6 separate regions of the Mus musculus genome follow, and regions 1, 2, 3, 4 and 5 are each linked to region 6. A link is a contact called in public Hi-C, HiChIP or PLAC-seq, capture Hi-C and promoter capture Hi-C data. All regions are on one chromosome and are shown on one strand. The core of a region is the stretch at or near the end of the contact, and the rest is flanking DNA. Distances in the headings are between cores, read along the strand shown.

What was found. Promoter capture Hi-C pulls out the DNA fragments that hold promoters and counts their contacts. A called contact is a pair of places that touch in the nucleus more often than the background predicts. HiChIP or PLAC-seq counts read pairs in DNA pulled down with a chosen protein or histone mark. Capture Hi-C pulls out chosen DNA fragments and counts their contacts.
Region 1: a contact with region 6 is called in a Hi-C map of cerebellum, with 1.9 times the contacts expected there. The contact joins the enhancer-like site here to the promoter of Cistr in region 6. A contact is called at or near these places in 2 of 15 datasets of contacts at CTCF or cohesin (the NIH/3T3 cell line and embryonic stem cells), 13 of 484 Hi-C or Micro-C datasets (the Ba/F3 cell line, the G1E-ER4 cell line, the N1E-115 cell line and 8 more) and 1 of 115 datasets of contacts at active chromatin or transcription factors (embryonic forebrain).
Region 2: a contact with region 6 is called in an H3K4me3 HiChIP or PLAC-seq map of embryonic forebrain, with 4 times the contacts expected there. The contact joins the enhancer-like site here to the promoter of Cistr in region 6. A contact is called at or near these places in 1 of 15 datasets of contacts at CTCF or cohesin (the NIH/3T3 cell line), 8 of 484 Hi-C or Micro-C datasets (the C3H10T1/2 cell line, beige adipocytes, cerebellum and 4 more) and 2 of 115 datasets of contacts at active chromatin or transcription factors (astrocytes and embryonic forebrain).
Region 3: a contact with region 6 is called in a capture Hi-C map of embryonic stem cells, with 4 times the contacts expected there. The contact joins the promoter of Hoxc12 here to the promoter of Cistr in region 6. A contact is called at or near these places in 15 of 39 promoter capture datasets (the 3T3-L1 cell line, the C10 cell line, the HPC-7 cell line and 11 more), 2 of 15 datasets of contacts at CTCF or cohesin (the NIH/3T3 cell line and stem cell-derived epiblast-like cells), 20 of 484 Hi-C or Micro-C datasets (the C2C12 cell line, the F1.1 cell line, differentiating embryonic stem cells and 8 more), 23 of 115 datasets of contacts at active chromatin or transcription factors (astrocytes, craniofacial prominence, differentiating embryonic stem cells and 11 more) and 2 of 9 other capture datasets (adipose tissue and embryonic stem cells).
Region 4: a contact with region 6 is called in an H3K27ac HiChIP or PLAC-seq map of microglia, with 5 times the contacts expected there. The contact joins the promoter of Npff here to the promoter of Cistr in region 6. A contact is called at or near these places in 13 of 39 promoter capture datasets (the 3T3-L1 cell line, 3T3-L1-derived adipocytes, the C10 cell line and 8 more), 2 of 15 datasets of contacts at CTCF or cohesin (the NIH/3T3 cell line and embryonic stem cells), 11 of 484 Hi-C or Micro-C datasets (the G1E-ER4 cell line, the HL-1 cell line, Th1 cells and 6 more) and 8 of 115 datasets of contacts at active chromatin or transcription factors (the 230-238 cell line, the SCID.adh cell line, embryonic forebrain and 3 more).
Region 5: a promoter capture Hi-C map of embryonic stem cells shows a contact between it and region 6, with 15 read pairs. The contact joins the promoter of Hoxc9 here to the promoter of Cistr in region 6. A contact is called at or near these places in 28 of 39 promoter capture datasets (the 3T3-L1 cell line, 3T3-L1-derived adipocytes, the C10 cell line and 15 more), 5 of 15 datasets of contacts at CTCF or cohesin (the NIH/3T3 cell line, embryonic stem cells, pro-B cells and 1 more), 91 of 484 Hi-C or Micro-C datasets (the 3T3-L1 cell line, 3T3-L1-derived adipocytes, the AML12 cell line and 47 more), 28 of 115 datasets of contacts at active chromatin or transcription factors (the NIH/3T3 cell line, SST interneurons, astrocytes and 17 more) and 3 of 9 other capture datasets (adipose tissue, macrophages and pancreatic islet).

The regions. Positions count from the first base shown.
Region 1 is chr15:102,545,412-102,548,111 of GRCm38.p6, reverse strand. Atf7 (activating transcription factor 7) reads left to right here. Exons shown (of 12, transcript NM_001310067.1): 7 at 240-339; 8 at 845-958; 9 at 1,555-1,707. Among named protein-coding and RNA genes, the nearest start is that of Npff, 22 kb to the right of the region's middle. Within about 2 kb of position 1,286, at least 45 of the 459 cell types and tissues checked have an H3K27ac peak or open chromatin away from gene starts, as enhancers often do. A contact at or near this core is called in cerebellar granule neurons, cerebellum and cortical neurons, where this site is marked.
Region 2 is chr15:102,582,781-102,585,504 of GRCm38.p6, reverse strand. The region is part of intron 2 of Atf7 (activating transcription factor 7); the gene reads left to right. Among named protein-coding and RNA genes, the nearest start is that of Atf7, 41 kb to the left of the region's middle. Within about 2 kb of position 1,469, at least 66 of the 459 cell types and tissues checked have an H3K27ac peak or open chromatin away from gene starts, as enhancers often do. A contact at or near this core is called in the C3H10T1/2 cell line, astrocytes, cerebellum and 2 more, where this site is marked.
Region 3 is chr15:102,935,418-102,938,117 of GRCm38.p6, reverse strand. Hoxc12 (homeobox C12) reads right to left here and starts at 1,292. Exons shown (of 2, transcript NM_010463.2): 1 at 662-1,292. The coding sequence starts at 1,265.
Region 4 is chr15:102,523,262-102,525,961 of GRCm38.p6, reverse strand. Npff (neuropeptide FF-amide peptide precursor) reads left to right here and starts at 1,341. Exons shown (of 3, transcript NM_018787.1): 1 at 1,341-1,455; 2 at 1,691-1,830; 3 at 1,933-2,123. The coding sequence starts at 1,354. The coding sequence ends at 2,035. Tarbp2 (TARBP2, RISC loading complex RNA binding subunit) reads right to left here. Exons shown (of 9, transcript NM_009319.3): 9 at 2,286-2,700. The coding sequence ends at 2,620. It also overlaps a transcript of Atf7 not described here.
Region 5 is chr15:102,975,736-102,978,435 of GRCm38.p6, reverse strand. It overlaps Hoxc9 (homeobox C9), which reads right to left and starts at 1,404. Exons shown (of 3, transcript NM_008272.3): 1 at 1,335-1,404.
Region 6 is chr15:102,745,600-102,748,299 of GRCm38.p6, reverse strand. Cistr (chondrogenesis associated transcript) reads left to right here and starts at 1,391. Exons shown (of 1, transcript NR_104334.1): 1 at 1,391-1,859. It also overlaps a transcript of Gm36560 not described here.

The DNA.
Region 1 (2,700 bases), core at 37-2,536, 200 kb after region 6:
GAAGGCCAATAGGCAAAGGGTCAAGGCTGTGATATTTAGGGGCTGGAGAGATGACTCAGTGGTTAAGAACACAGAGGTCCTGAGTTCAATTCCCACAACCACATGGTGGCTCTAACCATCTGTAATGGGATATGATGCCCTCTTCTGGTGTGTCTGAAGACAATGTTTTTGTATATATTCATATATAAAATAAATAAATCCTTTAAAAAATATATTGTGATATTTCATTTCTCCTGCAGATCTCCTACTGGCTCCCTCCCTCTCGTCATGCATCTTGCTAATGGACAGACCATGCCTATGTTGCCAGGGCCTCCAGTACAGATGCCTTCTGTTATTTCGGTGAGCTTTGTAGTTGAGCAGCCAAACCTACCAGCACACCGATTCCTCCTTTCCACCTGAATGATCATAACCCCAAGACCCCAGGGATATGTGGGCCTGGACTGTATTAGTTGTGTGTGGCAATGTGCCCAAACTCTTCACTAACCTCTGCCAGTGCAACACTGTGAAGCACTAGACAAAGCTTCATCTGGACAGTTGGCTCCTAGTCAAGGAGTTGATCTTGCCAACCTGCTGACTGGTTGACTTCACTCACCCCATAGCTTCTCCTGCACTGCTTACCCCTTTCCTGAAGATACACTCTCAGTCTTTCCCACAGAAAAGGACTGCAGAATGAGGTTCCTTACTCTGTGGTACTCCTTAGGAAAGATGATTTCCCAGGCTATCCCTGCTTGTCTTGTGAGCAGGTTACACAGAACAGACCCTGACATACCAATCTCAAAAACACTTGATTTGGGGAAAACAAATGCTACCATATCTCCTGGTTTTGATCCTTCTCTTGATTTAGCTGGCCAGACCTGTGTCCATGGTGCCCAACATTCCTGGTATACCTGGCCCACCGGTTAACAACAGTGGCTCCATTTCTCCCTCTGGCCACCCTATGCCGTCAGAAGCCAAAATGGTGAGTATACCCTAGTCTGGAGTACTTCTAATTGTTGGCCTTCTAGAAGAAGTAATAACAGTCTAGATTTTTCAAGTGAACCAAGCAAAGGAACCTTCTGAGGTTTGCATAGCTAAAGATATTCTGCTGTGGGGTTGGAAAAGACCCTGATTTCTAAGTCTCCTGTCCCCACCCTTACAGCCTGGCACAGGCCATGGCACAGGAAGAAGCAGCACAGATTGTTTGGAATGGAACACTTGCTATTTCAGTTCCAGGACAACAGATGGAGGGGGTGAGTGGGCAGGGGAGCTGGCCAAGTGGTGAATAGCTGCGTAACTAGCATCTGGCCAGGTTCCAGGAGAGAGCTTTCATGTGGGACCTATTGCTTCCACAAGCCCCAGTCCCCAGCTGTGCCCAGGATAATAGTCAGGGAACAAGAGTAGGCATTTCAGGGATCCAGGTGGGCACTTTTCTCTTCCTGTCATTTTCTTTTAGTTCCCTGTTAAGAAAAACTTGGGGCAAGAATTTTAATTATAAGATCAGTAATACAATCAGTTCATCCTTCCTATCCTTGACAGAACCTCACTCTTGCCTTCTTAAATAATCTTTCCACATAGAGACTAAAAGCCACGCTGACCCATCAAGTTTCTTCAATCAATGGAGGTTGTGGAATGGTGGTGGGTACTGCAAGCACCATGGTGACTGCCCGTCCAGAGCAAAACCAGATCCTCATCCAGCACCCAGATGCCCCATCCCCTGCCCAGCCACAGGTCAGTTGTGCCCTTGGACGAGCACTGCAGGTGTGCTGCCCCTACTCTTTATGTTATATCTGTTTTTCAAGAATCATGAGATGGGAAAAGAATAAATTTAGCTTTTGGGGTAACCAGCTATTTGGTAGATTGACTACAGCAAAACAAACTATTCATTATCTACCTTCATGTTAGGCATAAATGCAAACAGCTTGAATTATGCAGAGCTTTTGCAGAAGAGGCCTCTGTATCTCCTGCTTATCTGTTAAGTCATAACAAAAAAGTTATCACGGGGCTGATGAGATGGCTCAGTGGTTAAGAGTGCCGACTGCTCTTCCAAAGGTCCTGAGTTCAAATCCCAGCAACCACATGGTGTCTCACAGCCATCTGTAATGAAATCTGATGCCCTCTTCTGGAGTGTCTGAAGACAGTTACAGTGTACTTACATATAATAAATAAATAAATTTAAAAAAAAAACAATCTTTAAAAAAAAAAGTTATCAGTCACCGGATTAGAGTTTATGGCATAAGACTCATAAGAATATATTAGGGGCTAGAGAAATGACTTAGCAGTTCAGATCTGCTCTTCAGATTTGAATTGAACTGCAGAGGTCCTGAGTTCAATTTCACAGCAACCACATGGTGGCTCATAACCATCAATAATGTAGTCTGATGCTCTCTTCTGGTACTCATACATAAATAAATAAATCTTAGGGAAAAAAAGAATATATTGATACTGGGACTGGAGAGATGGCTCAGCAGTTAAGAGCACTGGCTGTTCGTCCAAAGGACCTGAGTTCAGTTCCCAGCATGGCAGCTCACTACTGTCTATAACTGTAGTCCCATGGGATCCCATAACTTATTTTTTTGTTTGTTTGTTTGTTTCTCATTATGGATGGTTGTGAGCCACCATGTGGTTGCTGGGATTTAGACTCATGACCTCTGGAAAAGCAGTCAGTGCTCTTAACCGCTGGCCATCTCACCAGCCCCCATAACTTCTTCTGATGTACATGTA
Region 2 (2,724 bases), core at 220-2,719, 160 kb after region 6:
TGCACAATGGCAAGTAAAGGCCATTATGTACAGTGCACAGCACACACAGCGGCTCTGAAGCTTCTCTTCCTCCCAGCTATGTGAAGAGGAAAAGAAATGTCAATAAACTGCATTATGACCAAATGTGAGGTGCTTTCTGGAAGATTTTTCTTAAGAAAGAAAATGTCAACATTCTGCTCACAGGATTGTAATCAGGCTGAATTAAGCTTTTCAGCGGGTAACTTCAATAGCATACTATGTATTTATAAATTGAACTTCTGATATTTTGAGAAAAGCTCCTTCAGAAGTACTTTGGTTAAATCCTGGGTTTGAGCTTAGTTGAGATTTTAGCAAATAACAAACCTTTTTAAATGAGTTACAATGACCGGTATTAGAAATGTAACTCAGTTTCAGGCCTTAAACTTAAGACATTTATTGTTTTCCTAATATTATTTATAAAACAAACATCTTTATTTTTGTTCTCATTTCATAAATTTTTATGGAAAGGGTTTGTATTTTGTTGGGGGAAATTCTGTCCTGTTTTTTCATAGCATTTCACTCTTACTGGTCCCTTTGCTTCTGTACCTGTTACAGGACTCAGCACAGTTATGCACATTTACGAAATAAAATGGGCTTCATTACTACTACGTTTATGGTTCCCTTTTTCTTTGTTTGCTATAGATAATCAAAACATTTTTCACCAAAAATTGAGTATCTTCCCTTTCAAGCCTCATTTTCTTTCCTCTTTTAATTGTTGAATCTGTTTAACCAACGAGGTATACTGTCCTTTAAACTGTAGCACGTGGCTCTTATTTTTTTAGTAAGGATGTTTGAAGGAAAGCTTTTCTTTTGAATTCTCATCCTGAAGAGATGATACAAACTATGAGGGAAAATGTTAATACCTTATTTTAATGACATTTTGCCTTTTAATTTTCTCAAAATTATCATGTTTATAGATAAGATTTTAAGAAGGGGGATGAGATTTTAAGAAGGGAAATACCATGAGGGAAAAGATTTGAGACAATATCTTTGTGGTTTGCTTTTGAAATTTCTTTGTACAACAAAATTTGCTATTTAAGATAGCATCTAAGATGCATGGGTAAGAATCTGGATTTCTAGCGATCGTGTGAAGTACAGACAGAATGAGAATGAGCTTTGTGAAATTAGCTCGTTTCCAGTCTGGCATCTCCATGTGCTTTGTGTGGCTGCTGACTCTGCGGGCAGATTGAAGTACTGAACCAACTTCTGTTCTAAATGTTCAAATTGCCAGCCACCATTCTGGCTTTTAAATCTTGTTCACATCCATGATGCCAGATTTTGAGCGAGCATAGCTGTCTTTTACATCCCAGACAGAATTTGTAATTCCCTGTAATTTAAGGAAAGAGTTTTTCCTTTTTACCTTTGAAAATCTCCGAGTGGCACTGCAGAATAAATCTAGCCTTGCTTTGTCCTTTGCGTCATTGTAGAAAGCTAAGCACTCCATTTGGTATTCAGCAGATTGGCAGTCAGAATTGCAGCTCTGCTTATGAAAGACGCAGTGTCTTGAAGAGCCATGAATACTGTTCTAGAAAAAATTTGTCCTGGGGCAAAAGAAACAGCTCCTTATCTTCCCGAGGGCCAAATCTTTTGATACTAAGCAATTATCCCTTGACTTTCCTGAAAAAATAGCTCAATCTACCATAGAGATTGGCACCAGCACAAATTACAGTGCCAAGCTGATTCCTTAGCCACATGGAAAGGCATTGGTGATGCCAAAGGCTTAATGGTGGTGATTGTTCTGCTGAGGATCTGTGTCCCGTGTAAGCCTCTTGGCTTTTCTACCTCTGAGGGAGATAGCTTTTGATGTTTACCCACCAATCACCATAAGACTTCATTGTGAAAGGGCCAGTGTCACATCCTCCTTTCTTCAAGTTTCCCTCCTTGTCCTCTGTGGGTTGAGAACAAGCTATAGTTTTTCTTTTCCTTTCTTCTCATCTCTTCTATGTCCTTCTTTCTTTTCTTTCTTTCTTTCTTTCTTTCTTTCTTTCTTTCTTTCTTTCTTTCTTTTTTTTTTTTTTTTTTTGCATTCTTCTTATCGTGGTTCTTATTAGCCCCTGTCCTGGGTGAACATTACTAAACAGTGTTTCCTTTTTTTAAATTAATAGACTTTATTTTTTAGAGCATTTTTGTATATGTGCTCTTTCTTCCTTCCTATTGTTGTCCTCCTTATTTTTAAGATAGGGTTTCCTGTAGCCCAGGTAGCCCAGGCTCATCTCAGATTCACAATGAGACTTTGTCCTTGGTCCCTCTAGTGTTGGGGTTGCAGGTGTGTCCTATCGCACACGGCAGGAGCTTGGGTGTTTTAAAATATATATTATATATATAAATAAATAATATCATATTTTGGAGGTGTATGATGTAAGTGTGGTGCATACATGCCATTGTATGTTTATGAAGATCAGAGGACAGTTTGGAGAGACCTCACCTTGTTGAGGCAGGGTACATAAATATACAGTACCCACACCTTTAGTCCCTGCACAGGGAGGCAGAGGCAGAGGCAGTCTGATTTAATTACAGACAGAGGCAATCTGATTTACAGGAGGCAAGGCCTGTCTGGTCTACAGACTATGTTTCAGAATGCCCAAAGCTACACAGAAAAAAAAAATTCTGTCTCAGAAACAAACAAAACAACAAAAACAAAAAAAGGATAACAGGTGTTAGACACCATGCTCAGTTTATGATGTTCTGGAAATTGAACATAGGGCC
Region 3 (2,700 bases), core at 43-2,542, 190 kb before region 6:
ACCATCACCAAAACATCCTGTTTTCACTCTATGCCTCAACACTACCTTCCATAGTAGTATACACATCTTTTTATGTTCCTACCTCAATTCTTCCAAACTATCTTTTATTATTATTATTATTATTATTACTACTACTACTACTCCCACCCCCACCCCCACCAGTACCACCATCATTATCATTATTATTATTAAATTTTCCTGACCCTTACAACTTCTGGAACTACAGATCCCATCAGTTAGGAAAGTTGTGGGCGGGTGGTGAAGAGTAAATCATGTTGATTGCGTTTCTTAAAATAAGAACTGTGAGAAACGGGGGCCTATGGCTAAGCAGAAGGAAAGGCAACCTGAAAAATAGGAATGGAATCTCCTTCTCCACCTCTTTACTCTTAGGCTTGGGGAAGTCCCCGTCAGAATCCCTGTACTCTGGAGCTCCCTGACCCCTACAGCCACTAGGAGCGGAAAAAGGAAATCTCTCCAGGTCTTTTATGGGGATATTTACATGTTTATAGGGTCCCCCCCCCACACACACACTTCTTTTTAAAAGAAGCCCTAGCTCACAACACATTCTGTCACCCTAGGCAGTTCCAGCTCAGGCCTCCCCTGCCTAAACTAGCAAGACGTCCTGTCAGAGTAAGCATCACAAGTGGGCTGGGGTCCTTACCGCTGGCTGAGAGCCCGCCGCCTGGGTTCAACGGCGAAACCAGAGAGCCAGGGTCACCAGCGCTGGCGCTCTTATTGCCCTCGTTGAGTAGGGACGAACTGGAGTCGGATTCCAGTGACTGGCACGAGGGTGGATCGTGGGGGGGTCCCGTGCTGCCGTCGCCACCGCCGCCGCTCGCCGTGTAGTCGTACTTGAAGCCGAGCGCAGGTGGCCCCGACGGCTCCAGCTGCAGTAGCGCTGCCCCGGGTCCCGCTCCGGGTTCGCGCCCGCGCTCCTCCCGCTTTAGGCCCCCGCCGCCGCCCTCAGCGCAGGGTTCTCGGTAGTAACCCTTGCTATCCTCCACGCGAGCCAACTCGCACGTGCGGCCGAAAGGCGGGTTGAGAGACACGGGACTGCCGAGATAGGGCTGTGGGTAGCCATTGCACGGCTCGGCCGACGGCCAAGGCAGCGAGCACACGTTGTCGCGGCGTGGGTAGGACAGCGAAGGCAGCCCCGGGAGTTGTGCCCCTGACGCGCGGAAGTTGGGGAAGTAGAAGGTGTCTCCTGTGTGGATATTCACCAGCGGCCCCACAAACCCAGGATTCAGGAGATTATGCTCGCCCATTTCCGCGGGGCCCGACCGGCTGCTTCTACTTTATTGCTATCTGACATTAAACATAGTTAAACCTGCACCAGCCACCCATTGGCCGCTCTACTCACGTGGGCGCTACCGCCAGGGGGAGGGGTGGGGACAACCGAACCCCCCACCCACATTCCCCGCACCAACTCTACTTCCCCCTTCCCCAATCCTGGGTGGAGATGGGGGAGCGAAAGGCAGGAACAGATTTATTCGTAGGATTCTGGTTTTTAAAAAGTCATATAAAACCTTAACGCAGACGGGGAAGCGATCGCTCGACGCGGGGCAAAACCAAAAAAAAAAAAAAAAAAAAAAAAAAAAAAAATAGCGCCACCAAAAATATCCGCACATACACACCTCTGCACCCTGCACCCCTCCCCAGATGTATTATCTTATCACCAACAGCTGGCCGAGCACAGCCCGTCCCTCTTTAATTAGCTCCTTTATTAACTAAAACCGTTGGAATTTACAATATCTCCCCAATAAATTACTATTAGATATTGTGTCATATAAAGTTTACTGGCTGTTTAAGGAGACGGATGAGCCCTTTGGCTCAGGGTTTATTTACAGTAGAGGCGAAGTGGGGGTGAGAACAGGTTTTCCTGCAGCTATCTCTCAGCCCTGCCAGCGCTGCGCTGCTGCGTTGTCTCCATTGCATTTTCTTCTAGGGGTATGAAAAGATACTTGAGGTTCTTTCACTCGAGAAAGGTGTAGAGGGGGATTGATCATTCTATCTCTTCTGTACCCCTAACTAACCTTAGCCTCCACTAAGGTTCCATCAGTAGAGGAAGAACCGAAGGCAGAGAGAAGAGCAAATGAAGGTGCTGAGTTTGGTGCGGACCTATTTTCCTGCTCTTGAAAATCTAGGGGTGGCTTGAACTGCTTTTCGGCTGTGACTTCTAGGTACTGGGAGCTTCTAAGAATCTCCTCATCTTTATGACAGGAGGCTGTCAGCCCCAGCAGAAACTGGCTGGCCCAAATGATTACATATTCTACAGCAAAGGAGATTACCCTACAACCTGCAGGCTGACTGTGGGGCCAGTATGGAGCAGCGGCCAGGGGTGAGTTGCCTTCTGAGGTGGGACAAGAGTGAGGGGAAAATCCGGAGAAGTATCCTGTTGAGAACTCAAATTTTTATTTATGATGCTTCTTCTAGAGAAGGATGGGAACCTAGCACTGGCTGTTGATTATAATGAACATCTGCAAGTCAACATTGGGATTCCCAACTGGGGCACCGGTAGACCAGCTCACCAAGAGAAGAACCAGCTCAAATACATTTTTATTAGGGTTATAGCAAAGAGACACTCACCATCTCTGATTATTTTGAGCTTTAGCTGTCCAAGGTTGAATAAACAGTTTGACAACGTATACATATTAAAACGATTGTGACGATTTTTATCAGAGAATTGCACACACTTGCACA
Region 4 (2,700 bases), core at 92-2,591, 220 kb after region 6:
TACTTCCCTGTTGAGCAAAGAAGATGTGGATACATGGTATTTCTCCAAATATGTGAGGGGCTTTTACATATGACTGAGAGATAACCTGAGACTCCATTGAACAAGCTAGGACCTCTGGTAGAGGCCACCAAGAAGCTAAAGCCCACTCAGCACTCTCTGGAGATGGTAAGTTCCCCAGGACTGGAGTGGGAGGACAGCAAAGGGAATCACAGTTGACATTTTGAAAACACCGGGTCTGTGCTTTCCTACAAAATGCATCCCAAATGTTTCTCCTAGCAAGTAATTCATTTTACTGTTCCCATATGTAAGTGAGGAAAAAAAGAGTGTGAGCAGCTTGCTTTGCTCATGGGGTAGAACCCCGACAGTCCTTCTTCTGTTTAGGCTAGAGACATGGTACTCTGACACCTGGATTTGCAAGTGAGGTTAGGACTAGCTCCTTTAAAGGACCCTTCCCTGAACTGGAGTGATTGTCTGTCCCTAAAGCAGAACCCTAGTCGCCAGCTCCAGTAGTATATTAGAACCAGAACCAGGCAGAGCCCATGCTGACCAGACGGAACTGGAAAAATGTCACAATTCTGGGCCCCAAAGAACTAGGTCCTCAAGTCCTAGACAAAATGTATGGAAAGGGAAATGGCTGGACGTGGCAGTGAAGAGTAGTGGCCACAAGGTGGCAGCAGAGTTTCAGCTGTGGAGGCCCAATCCCCAGTTCTCTTGCAAAGATGGGCCTGTCCACAAAATTTACAGGCCACCTCTACTCAGTAAGGCTCCAAAAAGAGTCTCCTATCTCTCACTTAACTATTCACAGGTAAATCTTAAAGGGTAGTGAACCCACATTTAACCTGACTAGAAGCAGTGGGGATTGAAATGGGGCTGTGGTCCTGATCACCCATTCCAGGCAGGAGTAGGGACCAAGCTGGTTCACCCTAGCCTGCACTTAACACTAGTTCCTTCCCATCCAGGACATAATGCCCAATTCTGACAGGAGTTTCTCCAGTCAGGAACAAGAGGTGATCAATTGAAGCTTCTCCAATCTGTTGAAGGATTGGAGGTTCTTCTAAGGTTCCCCCAGGGTCTAACTCTGACAAACTGTCTGCAATTAATGATGCTTCCTGAGCTCCGGAGACAAGATTTATGCATCTAATAAAGTCTATATAACTCCAGGCTTAGGCTGGGGGGGAGGAAGCTAAGAGCAGAGAGTCCCCAGGGGAGTACGGGAGGGGGGGTCCCAGGTGGCTCTTAATAGAGCCATGCATTTCCATTGCTTGTCTAGATTTCCCCCCAGGCTGCCGGTGAGGTGGGGGTAGGGACATCAGGTATAAGAAGACCGTGGGCACTCAGGAGGCAGATGGCAGCATGGACTCCAAGTGGGCTGCTCTGCTGCTGCTGCTACTGCTGCTGCTGAATTGGGGCCACACTGAAGAGGCAGGGAGCTGGGGTGAAGACCAAGTCTTTGCAGTGAGTGAACATCCTGCTGCCCCATCCACCCAGCCGCCATCTCTCCTTCAGCTGAAACTTATGATACAGGGTTTGGTGTTCCCCAGGCTGCTAAGGTCTTCAAAAAGTCTGGCTTCTAAGGGAGGGAAATGGCTTCTCAGCCCACGCAAGTTTCCCCTAGAAGCCATTCTTTCCCTCCATGTCTTCAGTGTACAAGACACTGCCAGGTTCCTTCCCTGCCACTCTCTCATCACAGGGAGAAGATAAGGGACCCCACCCACCACAGTATGCCCACATTCCAGACAGGATCCAGACTCCTGGGTCCCTCTTTCGTGTTCTGCTCCAGGCCATGGACACACCTAGAAGGAGCCCAGCCTTCCTGTTTCAGCCCCAGAGGTGAGTTCCAAAGGGAAGAGGCTGAGAAGGGTGGAGGGCAGAGGAAGATGTGAGAGAAGGTGAGATGGAGGGAGTGCCAACTAAGGATGAATCTCTCCTAAGGTTTGGCAGAAGTGCATGGGGGTCCTGGAGCAAGGAACAGCTAAATCCGCAGGCCAGACAGTTCTGGAGCCTGGCCGCTCCTCAGCGCTTTGGGAAGAAGTAGCATCGTCAGCTGTGATGCCTGCATGCAAAACCACTTCCCCATGTTCCCTGTGTGCCCCCAAATAAAAATGGTCCGGCTGGCTTCAGAATCCCTGTGTTTGGACAAGACTGTCAGGGAGCAGGTGGGAGCCCAAGGGCAATAGCTGTAGCCCCCCTTCACCTCCACTCAGTCTCTAGCCATTCTGTTGTTAAGGATCCCCAAGGCTACTACTGCACCTTGCCTCCTCTCGGTAACAAAAAAGAACAAGGGGTTCAAAAGGAGAACAAGCTCACCATGTTTATTCCTTATACCCTCATGACCCAAGGCCAGAGAGAGCAGGGTTTTGGAAGCCAAAGAGCAGCATTTATTCAGGACTCCAATAGATTCATCCATCACCCACGGAATGAGGACAAATCCTGTGCTGGCTGGGGCCCTGTGGTTCATGGCTCCTTGCTTGCCTGTGCCTTCCTCAGTCTCAAGGCAGACAGGCTGTGTCAGAGGTAGAGATGGCACCTCTGGAGGGTACCAGAGCTAGGTGGATACATGGACCCAGGGGCAGAAGGAGCAAGAAGTAAAAGATGCATATCCATCACTGCAGTGGGATGCTACTTGCTACCCGCCATGATCCTGAGGTACTGTAGGGCGCGGTGAGCAGCATCACCTCGGGCTGCCTCCCTGGTGGTTGC
Region 5 (2,700 bases), core at 155-2,654, 230 kb before region 6:
GTCAGCACAGCTGTGGACCAGAAAGCAGGCCTTGCCCACAGGCCCCTCCTTACCAATGTCCCATTCTATTATGCCTCCTAGAAAGAGGTAGCCTAAAGGAAGGGGTCTGATAAGAGACTGGGAGTCCAGAGGACACTAGGCCCAGGTCCTTCATATAGGTTGTGACTCTCATGTTTCACATTTAAAAGCTAGCAGGTCAGGACTGTGAAGTGGACTTTCAAGTTTTCCCTAAATCTAGGCTTGTAGATATGGAGGGCAAAGACATGGATGCGAAGAAGCAAGGTCTCATCTTGGGGATTCAGTTACTCCCACTGAATCTCCTATTTTATTCTAAGACTTTCTCTCATTTACCCAACTCCTTTCAATTGTTCTTAGCATCAATGGGGCAACCTGAGAGACTTGAGGAAACTGGGAGTCACTGCTGGAAAGGGAGGAAGAAAGCCCAGTTCTAGCTGACTATTCTGTATTCACCTTACACCCCCAACAGATTCCAGTGGGCACAGGAGAGGAGTCCCCTGAAGGGGGATGGGCAAACCTCTATCACCTCAAACCTGGGCAACTGAGAAAACAGCCAAGCTAGCACTGTGGGAAGGACAGACAAACAGATAGGTTAGAGTCATCCTCCTCCCTCCCCCTACCGCGTGTCTCCCTTTTAATGATTTAAATTCCCTCCGGTTCAATCCACACCGTCAAGTTCGGATTAAATTTAAAACAGGCTTTCTTCTGTGCCCCCAGCGGGCCATCCCGGCCGCCGCAGGCAGAGAGCCCGCTCTCTGCTCCTCAGCACCCTCCCTGAACCGAGGAGGCCCTACTCCGTTTGCTTTCATTTTCCTTCTCCCCCTGAAATGGGCTCATTTCGTCCCTCCGCTGCCCTCTCGCCTTCCCCGCCCCCCTCCCTGGTTCCCTTCTAGTTCCCCCCCCATCTCTCCTGATCCCTCTTTGTTGGGAAAAACACACCCACACACAACTCCTCCTAGCTAAGGCCTGAGCTGGAAGCAGAAACTGAGTTCTCCTGCTTGCTGCGAGGAGAACTGCGTGCTACCCCCACCCAAGGTGGGTATCTGGGATCCCTGCCACCACACCAAGAGCCAGGCCCCCAAGCTCCGCAAGCGTGAAACCCCCAGGGCCTGTGAACGTGGCCCTCTCAACGCCATGGCCTGCCCGGCCTGCCTTTGCGCCGGCGCCCCCGCCCTGCCGCTCCGCAGCAAACGGGGTTATTTCCGGCTCCCCCAACACAGTCTGTTTTTCCAGCCTGGGGAGTGACTGGAGAGGTAGCCTCCCCAGAACCAGGGTTGCCCTGTGCTCTGATTCAATGGCTCTGAGCGCGTTGTTACCTGATCTTTTGTGTGATGTATGTATCGCAAGGAAATTTGCAGTGACTTTGGAGCCCAGACTGAGGAAGCGGAGGTGGCGAAAGGAGAGACAATAAGGGCTCGAAGTACAATTAAGGAGCCACAGCCGCGGGTCCCTCCCCGCCCTCCCTAACCGACTGGAGCTGTCTAGCTTCAAACATCAGGGCGACCCGCGAACCTAGAACCGGAAAACTCAGCCTGTGACCAAGGAGCCAAAGGACTACACATCCAGAAAAGAGGAAGAATGCTCCCTCCCAACCTGGGTTGTCGTAGCCAGCCCTGCCGAGTTTCAGAGAATCCAATGAATGAAAGTACACATTCCGACGACGAATTTTTCTGAGCCTTTGGAAGGAGTGCCCGGGTTTGGGAAGTCTCAGACAGACAGGCAAGCGGCGTCTCCCAATGCAGACAGACCACAACATGAGTGTGAGACTGAAATCATACACAGGTTGAACATCCCGAGGCCTCCTTTCCAGGCCTGGTGGGCGCCGATCTCCCTACCTTCTCTCCCGCCAGAACCTTAAGCAGAGGCCCGGAAGACTTGGTACCTTGGGCTTGGTGCAATACCGCCTCAGAAAGCCTCCTTTACCTGCTTCTTGGCTCCCCACGGCCACAGAGGCAGGGCAGCAGCCTCCCGCCCAGGGAGGGAAGCCCTGGCCACCGCAGCCGCCGCCACCCGCCCTCCTTCCCTCCCTCCCTCCTTCGCCCTCCCTCCCTCCCTCGCACGCTGCCGCTCGCGGGGCCCTCCCGCGGACAACCTGCTCTGGACCATATCCAGGTATCTCCGAAAGGAAAAAAAAAAGAAAAGAAAGAAAGAAAAGAAAAAAAGAACTGCGTATACGGGGAGGTGGGAACACATAACTGCATTTATTTTCATGCTCTAATCATTGGTTCGACCCTAGTTTAGTCTTCCCGGACACAGCCCATCAGCCGCAGAGATGTGCGGGGCCTACAGCCTCGCCCAAGCTGACCGCCGCGCCCCGCGCACAACACACTCCCTCAATACCCCTGGTTGCCGCGCCCCCGGCAGCCCAAACACCCAACAGACCTCAAGGTCCTTCCTACAGACTCAACATCCGGTTGCCTGGCTCGCCGCTGACCACAGACCAGGAGTCCACTCTACTCAGTCTGTGGTCGATGTTCACACACAATCCACCTTGTCCCTGCTCTTGTGCCCTGCCCGGACACCCTTCGGAGTCCAGCCATCCGCTGAGCTACACTTGGGCTAACCTCGTCCCCAGCAAGGACCCACACAAAGCTCTGTGCGCTAGTCTTCCCATTTATACTTCCCCTATCCCCGTTTGCCGCCTTCACGTCACCTGTTCTCAAGAAGGGCTGCATCTTCCAG
Region 6 (2,700 bases), core at 142-2,641:
TTTTGTTTTATTATTGTTGTTTGGTTTGGTTTTTTGTTTTGTTTTGTTTTGTTTTGAGACAGGGTCTTACTATGTAGCTTTGGCTAGCCTGTGTGTAACTCCCTGCCCTAGAAACCATAGAGTGTTGCGTGCCTCTGCCTCCGGAGTCCTGGGATTAAAAGTATGTGCCACAGTACCTCTCGTTGGCCTCTGGGTTTTAATTTGCTCAGTCCTGTGTACTGATCTGCGTTGTGTCCTTTGTTCTGTGAGTCCGTCCAATCGGAGCTTTGGTGCAGGTGTTCAGTTGCTCATGTGAAATTCCCTTGAGGCCTATTACATCTGAGTTTACCAGTCCTTTGCTCAGAATTTTAGGTTACAGAGACAGGAGCAGACTGAGGAGGAACACGGAGACTAAAGAGGGCTAATATTGATTGAGTGAATACTAGGTGCCAAGGTCGCTACCTTCATCATCCCCCGCGCTATTTCTCACAACTGTCTCACAAAGCACTAAAATTACTTCCCACCCTTCACAGGGTATCAAGGCCAGGTAAGAGGCCACACGTGAGGGACAAGGCAAGACCTAAGGTCATCAATAGCCAGCCTGAGGAATCTTGGCTAAGACTTACGCGCCTGCAAAATATGCTTGCAGTTTAGCTAAAAGGTGGGGAAGAGAAAGAAAGCTAAACCACTCGGTCGGTTCTTAAGTCCAGAACAGCCTTGTTAATGGCTAAGGACAAAGCCGCACCTAAACCTTCGGGTCTAAGTGCCTTGGGAGGAACCCTGGCAGGAGACGAGGGCGGGAGGGAGGCTGGCAGGCTGCTACATCAGCGGGCAGAGAAATGGCGAATACCCGGAGCGAGACCGAGGCATCAGGCCACAGGGCCCACTAAGGGCGGATGACTGCGTCCAACAGTCCTCGTCGATGTATGAAAAGGGACCCGCGGGGAAGAGAGATCCTGTAGAGAAGATGGGGAGACTGCGGCAGACAGGGTGTGGGTTCGAGGCAAGGGGAGGGCGAGAGCAGAACCCCTCCTCTGAGCTGTGGGACGAGGCCCGCGCGCAGAGGAGGGCAGACCCTAAAGAGCAGGCGGGTGCGGGCGGAGACCTTCAGCTCAAGGACACCGAGCCAGGCGGGGTGGAGTGAGCAGCGGCCCTGAGAAGCCGACAAGCGCCCAGCGCTCAGCTCCAGGGCAGAGTGTCTCGGCCGCCCCCGCGCGCCCTCCCAGCCCGGGCCGCGCGCGCCCGGCGCTGGCATGAAATTGGCTGCAGCCGTAATGAGTCCGCGCGGCGCGGAGGAGGCTGAGGGCCCGCCAGGGAGCCCTGTGCGCCTCGTTTAGCTTGTTTATTGTTCAGGCCTAATTAAAACGTTCCACCGCTCTGCGTTTACATCCGCCCCCCGCTAATGAATTCGCGGCCGCCGGGCGATTTCGGAAACTGCCGCGGGCCGGAAGGGGGTGGGTAGGAGGCGGCCGAGCTGGGGAGGGAGCGAGGGTGAGGACGCCCCCGCACGCATCTCTTCCACCACCCCAGGAGGCTGCAGACGTCCCGCGATTGGCTCCGAAGTCGATGTCTGCTTCCCCAGCCGCAGCGCCCCAAACTGGGACAGGCATTTGGAGGCGATGGAGATCTGGTCATAGCCAGGGGAAGGAAAGCCAGGAGCCAGAGTAGGACCGGTGCGCCCAAGGCCCTGATGCTAGTGAAGGCCTACGCGCATGAGCGCACCTGCCCCGGGAAGCGCGTCCACGCAGCATCTGTGCGCGCTATTGTCATGTCGGTCTCCCTCTGGCTATTTCTCCCCAGCAGTGATAGTCTGAGCCGGGCTTGCAATACTTCTGGTCTTCCTAGCTGTAACTGTTTGCCAGTTTTGCTGTCTGCCTCCTTGTCACGACCTCAGAGAGGGCAGATGGAGCCAGTGGAGAGAGAGAGAAAGAAGGCTCCATTCCAGCCCCGCTGCTCCTGCAGACACCAGCACGCACACTCAGGCACACATCGCCTGTGAATTCACTTCTCACGATGCCTTCCGCCGCATGTAGCCAAATGAAATACTCAGAAAGCAATGGAAATATTACTCACACACGACCACGTGGAAATACACAAATGAACAAACACGCTCAGACATAGCTGAATGCCAGTCGCACACAGATGGAAAGACAGGAGCCTGGGGCATAAAGCCACATGGCACAAAGCTACTTGGATATGTATGCCCCTACACACACACACACACACACACACACACAACTGCACACCTATCCAGAAAATTGTGCACAAGTGCCATCTAACACATGTCAGTGTGCCTTCCAGAAGGCCCCAGTTCCTCTTAGAAATGGGATCACCCAGCCTGCCTCTTGAACCTGCCTCCATTCTATCTATTCCAGTTCTTTGTACCCAGCCAAAAAGAAAAAAAGCTGTTCGCTGCGCTCACAATTTGTCCACCCTCCTCAGAATGGCCATAGAGAAGTACTTGTCATTCTGTTTCATGCACTATTGGGTTTCTTCTTCCACACCCCACTCCTAACTCTGCTCTTCCAGACAGCTTTCTCACATGAACTCGCTAGCTCTCCTTATACATTTACCCTAGTCATTTACCATTTTCAGTCTGATATATCTAGGGGATCACCAAGTTACTTGCACTTGAGTGTGCTCTACACCAACATGGACGGGGTTATGAGCCACCCTTGGTGGGGATGGATAATCAGGACAGGGCAGTTCTTGACTATCTGA